Regions from separate parts of the Mus musculus genome. Here region 2 is linked to region 1. The links are chromatin contacts, called in public promoter capture Hi-C maps. All regions are on one chromosome and are shown on one strand. Each heading gives the region's core, a stretch centred on a gene start, on an enhancer-like site or on the middle of the called end of the contact. The rest is flanking DNA. Distances are from core to core; before and after follow the strand shown. Region 1 holds the start of Trmt9b (tRNA methyltransferase 9B). Region 2 holds the start of Dlc1 (deleted in liver cancer 1).

Region 1 (4,926 bases), core at 1,479-3,978:
TCCTCCCCTCCCCCAGATATGTGCACGTGCACACACAAATGGGTTTGTGTGTGTGTGTATACAAGTGCCCAGAGGGACCAGAAGGAGGTGTTTCATCCCTTGGACACCTGGAGTTATAGGCATTTATGCCTGATGCTCCCATGCTGGGATATGACCTCTTGGTTCTCTGAGTGAGAGCCTTGAGTACTATTTACCATGGAAGTGTCTCTCCAGACCCTCTACCCACTCTTTATAATTGCTCACCTTTAAAAGCAAACTAAGCATTTTACAATCACCACTTATGCACTCCCCACAACTGCCTTCAGAGAGAAGTCATTATGCCCATGTCACAGATGAGGAAAAGGCTTGAGCCAGGTTTCAGTTTAGAAGATTTAGTTACAGCTCAAAGAAAGAAAGAAAGAAAGAAAGAAAGAAAGAAAGAAAGAAAGAAAGAAAGAAAGAAAGAAAGAAAGAAAGAAAGAAAGCCCTCCTTACTTGCTTCTTTGGTTTCTTTGGTTTCGAAGTGTCCCCTAATAATGAATGACATTCACTCACTTTGAGAAGAACCTCTCATCAAAGGGTCTTAAGCAAATTTCTCTCTCAGGCTATCTGGAGAAGTGAGTCACAAAAGCTAAGGGGCACTCACCTAACCTCTTAACATCACTCTTCTTCCAGGGTTCTTGGGGATCCAATTATGAGTTGAGCTCAGTTTGGATTTAGTCCCCCCCCCCCGCCCCCCCACACCCCCGTCTCTCCTCAAACACAGTTGGCAGCTTTCCTCACACTTCCCCGCTACATATCTAGAACACATCCTCCTTTGTGTAAGAGTGAGACCAGGAATGTACAGATGACCACAGACGTGGACGACGACAGATCACGACAACTGGCCATGCCAAAGGCTCATTCCAATGACATCTTTTGCTCAGATCCTAATCAGAGCCAGAGCATCACCGAGAACTGTCCTCTCAACATCAAGTTACTCTGTATTGCCAACTGTGTCTGGCTTGTGGCTTCTTCAAAGCAGTGACAGAACCTTGATAGTCAGATAGACACACATAGCCCAAGTCTTAAAGAAGCAGACACTTCAGAACTAAGCCCACTTAGCACTTCTTGTTTAGAGTCCTCCAAACCAGTAAGATTCAGCTTTATAAAACAAACAAACAAACAAACACACAAAATGAAGGTTTACAGTTTCGTGGGAATGCTCTGCCCCCTGGTCCCTACATTTAAAATCAGGTTAAGTTCTTAACTATGCAGACCAGTCATTTTCAATGTCACCATCCCTTCCGCAAGGAGAAACATTAGAATACCTGAACTACCTTAGATATACCAAGACACACACACACACACACACACACACACACACACACACACACACACGCCAAAGGATGAAGTATTTTCAAAGAGCATCTTTAGAGCAACCAGATCTTTCTAGAGGCAGGCTTTCTTTCCAGTGAGGAACGGAGCCTATAGAGGGCCCTCTTTTCAGACGTGGCCATCAACAAAGCAGCAGTTCTTTGCAATGGTTTCCTTAGTGATTGGATGCTTTGCAACTTGTCACAGTCTCCTTTTAAATGCACCACACACAGCCAGCCAGTGGCTCCTGGACATTCCTCCCCAGAGATCTTTATCTCCAGAGACCCACCCCAAGTGTCCCTAGGTCACTGATGGATCACATCACCAGAGCTGTTTACACGGCTGTAGCAGGCTTCTTGATCTCTGAAAAATCCAACAACTTTCCCTTCACTAAATTTCAATACAAATTAATCACCCCCCCCCAGGAAGCAGAAAGAATAGATACCTTAACGGGCTATAGGAATAACAGTGCTTTTATCTGGGGGCTGGGGAGGGGGAGTGTTAAATGCCCTTTACTGGTGTATTAGGAATAACCTTAATTTCCAAGCTAGACGGATATAGTCTTTTCCTGCATGAAATTTCCTAGGTGCATTTTAAAGATTTCATGCACACCAACTAATACATAAAGAAAGGCCGGGCTCGGAGTTGTTTGCATCTTTGTCTCTTTTTATATGTTATTTCTGACAAAGAGCTCAAGTTAATTCTAACAGGCGCACACAGGAGGCACGTATCATTGTATAGATCCCACCATCCTGTTTTGACTTTCCTTCCAATAAACTGTATTTTCATTCTCAGCTTTGGAAACTTTCAGGCTGCTGAGTTATCTTAGTTCCCGCCTCCTGCTGGGTAGAAAACCATTTCCCAAGTCACGGCTTTTAAAGGGAAAGATACACGTGCGACCAGAAACAAAAATACAACTTCACCTTTATACTTCTGAGCTTGTCGCCTTGGACTCCGAGAGCCTATTTATCCTCCCTGCCATCTGAAAAACGTCCTGCAAGGCATGCTGCTCTGCTTTGGTCACATCTCAAGTTTGCAGGGTAAACAGGTTCTCCCACCATTAACAAGGATGGCCGAGAAAGACCAGGAACTCACCCAGGCTTGCAGATTCCCGGGCGCTCTGGCAGTCCTTGGGGTGCACAGCCGCTGCAACTCGGGCAGCGGAGATTCGGGTCACCATAGAGCGGTGCAGACGAAGGTCAGCACCAGGTTTTGGGCGGTCTTTGCCCGGGATCCGGGCGGGAGGCTCGGCCGAGCTCTAGCTCGGAGCTCTTCAGTAGCGCAGCCCGGGCTATCCAGGATGCAACTTCCACGGGTCGGCCTAGGAGCGTGAGAATGAAAGGGAGAGGACTAGAGAGAGGGACAGGGGGCGGGGAAGGGTTTTTGGGAGTACGCGCGGGACGGAAGCGCGCGCCCGGGCTAGAGCGCGGCTCCGTAGAGAAGTTGGAATGCAGCCGCGAGGCCGCGCGCATTCAGGCTCCGGTGGGGACCTCCTGCCGAGCTGCACCGCTTGGGCGCCAGAGTGACAGCTGCGACTTCCCACGACCCCCACCCAGCGGAGTCCCCACCGCCTGGGCCCGCCCTCACCTCTCCCCAGGCTACAACCGCAAGCCCGCGGCGCCTCCGAGTCGGCTCGGCGCGGCGCGGGCGCGCGGCGTAGCCCAAGCCGTGTGGCTGCTCTGTCTGTCCCCTGCGATCGCCGCGCCCGGACGCGCCAGAGGCTGGGCTCAGGATGACCTTCCTGTCTCCCACCTCCAGTGTCTGGTGGGGTGAAGGGTCCTAAGTGGGAGAGACGCCACTGGGCGGGTACACCTGGCGGGCCTTAAGCGCAGCTCAGTACCTGTGGTGACACCACGTGACCCTGAGCCCAACTCTTCCCCTTTGATCCTGACCGCAACCTACTGTAAAGGAAAAATCCCTACCGGGTATCTGGGCACGTGGGCTGACTCAGGATTGGAGGAATCAAGTCCAGCCTGTCACCGCACAGGCACGCTTGCTCAATCTTTTGAATGTTTTGCTAAAACGAGCGGGTCAAAAGCCGCGTATATCACAACAGTGCAGGGTGGGATATAGAAGCGATCACCCAAAATGGATATAGATCATTGTTTTTGCAATAATAGTGTTAATTGCTTTCAGTGTCTTAGCTGGTAACCTTCAACCCCTATTCGTAAACAACACAGTTACAGGCAGGGTTCTTTGTACTTTTTTTTTTTTTTTTTAAATACATGTTCCCCGGAGTCGGAGCCCAATACATTCAGTAATGCTTTGCTGGCTTTTGGATAAGACCCTGATGTTGTTGAGTTTCTGTCCTGTTATAAGTGTTGGTAAGGACTCATCTTAAGGTCTCACAAAGACAATGTGCATTTAAAACGCCACAAGGAGGACTGCTGGAGATTAGTTTAATTCAGGGATAGTGTTCTAGTACTCAGGCTACTGGGGTGGCCCAGGGAGAACTTCTGTTTGGATTTCTATTGCAATGTCACAAATAACAAAATAACCATCTCCTAGTCCTCTGTAGAAACCTCTGCAGGTGCTGAGGCACACATGTGGTTTCTGATCGATCAATAAAGATGTTAGCGGCCAGTGGCCAAAGGAGACGGGACAGAACCCTTAGGGTTGTTGCACAGGCTAGGAAGTAGGGGAGAGGTGACAGAGGAGCGCCAGGACCCAAGGAAAAAGGATGGGACGCAGGAGTGGCAGGTGATAAAGCCAACCACATAAACACACACAGACACACACACACACATGGAGTAATAAATAAAATGTTAAAGAAATGAAAAAGGAAATAGTATGAAGATGTCAGTAATGATACACATGACATTCGTAGTAAGAAGAATTTCAACAGAAACAATGAATATTCTCTTACAATGAATGATGATATGTGTTGACGTAGCATCTATAGAAACCAGACCACTGTAGAATGCTGAGAAGCTAATGCCTGTTTTTTTTTTCTGGACTTAACAGAAGAAAACAAAACAAACAAACAAACAACCACTATATACTGCCTAATTAGCTTGGTTCCTTTTTAAATGACCTTTTATGACGACGCTATGTGATATTATTCATTATTGTGACGGTGATGACGTTACTTGATCCGACCCTCTATTTAGATCTTCAGTCCTGGCATATACATCAGAAGAAGACGGAAGTCACTGAGCACCTGTCTTGTGCATGCACATGCCTCAGTCCCAGCATGGTTTGCTTCCCACGTCTGAGACAGGCACCACAGTGCTAACCTGTATACAGCCTAGCATTGCCCACCACATGACTAGCTCAGTCAGGCATACTGGTGTCTAGCTCACCAGCAGGAGTGTGCTGTATTAGAGGGTGTCTTAGCTTTTTTTGGTTTTGATTTGCTGTTGTTGTGATGACATACCCAGCAGGCAATAGGTAATAGCATCTTCATGGGAAAGGGTTTATTTGGCTCATAGTTCCAGAATCCAGGCCATCTCTATAGGGAAGTGTTGGAGATTGGTTCTAATGCTTTGATTCAAATGCTAAGGGTTCTTGTCCCCAATTGGCTTTTGATTGATCAATAAAGATGTCAGTAGCCAATGGCTTGGCAAGGGAGACAAGGCAGAACGCTTCGAG
Region 2 (4,881 bases), core at 1,334-3,833, 490 kb before region 1:
TTAATGCAGATAAACTAAAGCTCGAAACATAGAAGAACTGGGCTCCAGTGTAGACTTGGCCACTTTCCACCACTTGGCTGGGAGAAAACTATTTCCTAGTACTTTATTTGTAAAAATAAAAGTACAAGGAATGCTGGGAAAAGCAGTGACAACGCAAGGATTTGAATACGAGGATAAATAGACTTTAAATAATGAATGACTGATGGGCTGGGCTTGCAGCTCATAGGTAGAGCCCTTGCCTACTGTAAGGTCCTGGGTGCAACCCTTAGGACCAGAAAAATAAGTGGCACCAAGGAAGGAATGTATGAATGGGCTTTAAATTTTTAATTTAGATTTAAATAATCTAAATAATCATATTTTTAACTTGTATGATTTTCCATCTCAAATTTTAAGTCTTTCTGTCAACATATTATATTTGAGAATAAATCCATGGGGTGGGTTCATTATTCCCATTTTGGCTCTATTTTGTATGTGTGCCTTTGTGAGGTGTGTGTGTGTGTGTGTGTGTGTGTGTGTGTGTGTGTGTGTGTTTATGTACATATATGTTCTAGGACAACCTTTGAGTCATTGCTCTGGTGCCATTTTTCTTTATTTAATCAAACTTTCTCGGGACTCGAACTCATTAAGTAGGGCTAGCCAGTGAGCTCTCAGAATTCAGCTGCCTCACCTGTGCTGATATTACAGGCATGCATCGCCATACTCAACTATTTTTAGGTGGGTTCTGGATTTTGCACTCAGAACCTTGAATCACTCAATGTGGTAAGCACTTTAGTGACTGGGATATCTCTGCAAAAAAGAAAAAAATTATTATTGGCATGGTCTTTCTATGAAGACTAAGCTAAACTTGTACTCCTGTCTCCCAAGAGCTGGGGTTCCAGACCTTTGTCCCCATGGCAAGCCCTGCTAGTATGTTTATGTTAGAATCATCTCATGTTTCAGCTTGTGCATGGCTTAAACCTGTTTTTCCTATTTGACTTTTGTCTAAATTGTGTTTTCTGAGCTATGTCAGTTGTCCAGTGAAAAAAGATGCAGTAGCTCTAACATCATACTTGGTCAAGTTATCACCTACACGGTGTTGTCAAGGAAAAGTAAAAGATGGCCATTATGATACTGGAAGACCTGCATGCATTTGTAGAAATTAAGACCACCTGAGAATATATATAAACAATGAAAAACCACTTAGCGTTCAGATAAGAGGACAGCTGTTGAGACATGCAGGCTTAATTTCTCCTGCATCTCATTATGTGGTTTTATACTTATTTCTTACTTGGATATTGGAATTATTCTTAAATTTTATATTATTGACAAGCTAAAATTGTACAACCCTCACACAGAGTCAATAATTAGATTCATCGAATTCCTAATCATTTTTTAAAGGACTAGTTAAGTCACCTAGAGCTATAGAATGAACTCTTTTAATGTAACTAAAATGAAAGGGAACGATTACTGAGTAGTTTCAACCAAATAAGATAAATGGACAGATGTTGTTTCCCGTTTCTCTGGTGTAAACAAGGAAGCTATCCCACTGGCCTGGCCACAAACCTACATGTCCCAAGGCCACTGTCCGTCTTACCCTTGCACTTTCCCTGAGGGAGAACTCTGGGTCATAAAAGAGACTCTGTATGAATTCTTTCCAGAAATGATTTGAGCTCTGCATTTGTGACATCTTATTATAAGACAAGCTAACATCTATTATTAATTGATGCACTAATTAAAGCCATATTCGCAGTTTCCATTAGCTTATTCCCTAAATTCTCCAGAGTTGGCTGTCTGGTTTTAATCAAAACCAAATGGTAGTCCTAGCTCCCAGGCCGGAGCAGCTAGGAGGAAGTCACGCAGTGGAGGCACAAAAGCAGAAAAGATAAACAGATGAGAGTTCACAAGCTGTCTGGGGAAGGAGGCATACACTCTGCTAGCCACTTTAGAGATGTGATTGAGAGACTCGGCCATGCTGGAGGAAGCATCGCAAGTGTTTTATGTCAGCAGGACTTCTAACTTGATCAAGATGGAGTCTGCCTTCTCCAGCCTTTCCAGCCTTTGCAGCCGTGGTTGTCTGTAACTGGAGGATCCCTTACTGGAGGTAAGGAGGCTTCACGTGCTGTAACACAAACCACTGTGTTCTGTTCAGAATTCTGGGGATGAGAGAGAGAGAAGAAAATTCTCTGTTTCCTCGATTCTCGGAATTTTACTTACAGATTTTTTTTCCTTCCCCAAGTCCAGGATTTAAATTTTGAAGTTATTTTTTAAGGTTCTAAACTTTAGAAGAATTACGGTATTAAAAGGCTCAGACTTCATCTGTCTTAGAAAACTTTTGAAATGAGAATTAGGAGAAGTGTTCTCCATTTAACACAGTAGAAAGTAACACTGTGCAGAGGGGAGAGCTGCACTCTCTTCCTTCCTTGTTTTCCACGAGCCCTGTGGGATAGGAAGGACTCTAGGACTTTCTGACGCTAACTAATCATCTCAAGAGCTTTGACAAACTCACTTTGGTTCTGTGTAAAATCAGAGCTTCAACGCCCAGGCGGCTCTGCTCAGCCCCTCCCCTCCGGCTTCGTGCAGGCTTTCTCACATGCAAACTTCTCGGAGGCAGGAAATACTTTGCAGGCAATCTGGGCCTGCTGGTGGAGGCCCCTCTCTCGCAAAACATCAGTCTGCATTTAGAGGACAGAAGTCACTAGGAACGCCTTGACAGGATCCGGCGTTAGCTGAGGCTCTCTCCAGCTGCAGAGGGGGTTTTTTGTTAGAATCACACACTGCGTTAAGGAGAACTGCTCAGAATAGAGCCGTGACCTCAGCCAGCAATGTGAACTTAGATTTTTTGGAGCCGCTAACCGGGACAGACTCCTCTCCTAGCCTGGCTGGAATAGCATCATGCCTTGGCGGTAACAGCAACTCCTGGTCCAGGTAAGAGGCTGCTGCTGCGACTGTCATGTAGGAGACAGAGCTGGAAAACCTTGCCATCTTCAGCCAGCTGTTGACTGCTTTCAGAGCTGAGCCCTGAAAAGCAGAAGGGGGAAAACTGTGTAGTCAGTAGACAGCGGGGAGTCAAAATCTTTTGAGCAAAATGTCATTTCTAAAATATGTTCCACGTAGCTCGAGTCTCTTTCCCCATGCAGAAATGTTTTCTTCTGATTTCTTTTTATTCTTAACTTACTGACCAATCCATCTGTAACGCGCCGCTGCTGATAGGTGTAGCATATCTGGGGGCCAATGAATCTTCTCAGATTGAAGTGTGAAACTTTAGAAACTCCTTTCTCCTCTCTGTTTTCCCAACAAAAAGAGGACATAACATTATAACGTTTTTTCTTAGTAATGTGCTTTCAAACAATAATCAGCGTCTTACTGAAAACTCTGAAAATCAAATTCTCTAGTATTTCCAGCTAGTTTCAGTCACTTACCCTGTTACTAACACACAACGTAAATTGTTATTTTAAGAGAAGTAATGACATACAAGTTTACAGGTTATTTCTGTCTCTGCACATTTAATTTCAGTTTGGGAACATAAGTGTCAGAATCGGGTTTTGTTAACATTAAACTTGGATTCGCCGCTCAGATCTCATGTTGTATGAACACTCCGTGTTGCTGAAGCAAATCTGTACAATCACATCAGTCATGGGAGAATCTAGCTGACCATTCATTCGTATTTTCTGTCATCGTCAAGTCAAATAGTCACCATGCTTCAGCCTTCTAAATTGTCTTAATGGTTAAATGTGTGGTCCCGGAGTAAATAAATGTAGCAATGGCTGATATAACCCAGAGTTACAATAACAAAGATGATGTTATATTTAGAAGGAAATTATTTTTGGAAAATTGTATGGAATAGTATGCAAAGATATTATGCCTATCTCCAAATCTGTGAACCAAACACAAAATGCAGTAAGTGAAGGATGGATAACAGGTTTGCCAGTAGGATCATAAGAAACCAATAAGGATGTTAATCATAAACTTCTATAAAGGACAAGATGACCATTTGGTGTGTTAGCTAATAGAATTTTTAATTTCTAGCCTAGAGTGATTTATATTGATGCTTTGATGTTGTTGCTAACAATTTAAACTTTGTTAAGCTTTTAAAAATGAGAAAAAGCAGATTTTACTATGTAGGAAGTGAAATTCTGTGGCTTTAGGAGAGCAATTGCCTACTATGTGCAATATAGTCTGAAATATTTTACAAAACGACCAAGTAGAATTTTCCTTTCAGGGAAAGAAAGAGCATTAAAATATCACTCTCTGGTGTTGTCAGGGATCACCAATGAGGAAGCTAAAGAATAGCATTCAAAAGTGTACTGTCCAAGGTCACACAGCTGGCTAGGACACTAGATGACAAGGGAACCATAGTCCCCTGCCTCATGTGTTATGGGCTTTGTACCACAGACCTTACTCTCAAACAATAACTATGCACAACAAAGTATCATTGTGTCCACCTACAGGAGGCCAACTTTCAAAAAGGAAATTAGAATTCTCCTTCTCTGAAAAGAAAATCAACCTTTCTGATTAACACCGTTTTCTCAATGGCTAAGATTTCTTAAAAGGATTCATTAGGCTCTCATCTCAGACTTTAAAGTAGTTGCTTTTTTTTTTTAATGACTATTTTGCTAAATCTTATTCTCATGTCAAGCCAGCCAACCTATATGCTATAATGAGTCATTTAAATAACTCATTTAAAACCAGTGTGTCTTTCAAGAAAATGACCTAATGAGGAACTTGCCCCTTTCATAACCTTATACTCAACTGGCACAGTAAAAACGTTATCCCTACCAATGACCTTCAGGTGTAATTTTAAGACCCTCACTTATAATTGCCTCAAGACTCTCAACAATCTCTCTATTATCTCAGTTAGATATTTCTGCCCCCTATTTCCAATTCTAAGAGCCAAGAGGCTCC

The links. Promoter capture Hi-C pulls out the DNA fragments that hold promoters and counts their contacts.
Region 2: a promoter capture Hi-C map of embryonic stem cells shows a contact between it and region 1, with 5 times the contacts expected there. The contact joins the promoter of Dlc1 here to the promoter of Trmt9b in region 1. A contact is called at or near these places in 3 of 39 promoter capture datasets (embryonic stem cells and stem cell-derived epiblast-like cells) and 1 of 115 datasets of contacts at active chromatin or transcription factors (cardiomyocytes).

What each region holds. Positions count from the first base shown.
Region 1 is chr8:36,455,888-36,460,813 of GRCm38.p6, reverse strand. Trmt9b (tRNA methyltransferase 9B) reads right to left here and starts at 2,728. Exons shown (of 5, transcript NM_176952.5): 1 at 2,431-2,728.
Region 2 is chr8:36,950,144-36,955,024 of GRCm38.p6, reverse strand. It overlaps Dlc1 (deleted in liver cancer 1), which reads left to right and starts at 2,583. Exons shown (of 18, transcript NM_001194940.2): 1 at 2,583-2,904. Gm39166 (a long non-coding RNA gene) reads right to left here and starts at 285. Exons shown (of 3, transcript XR_870370.1): 1 at 1-285.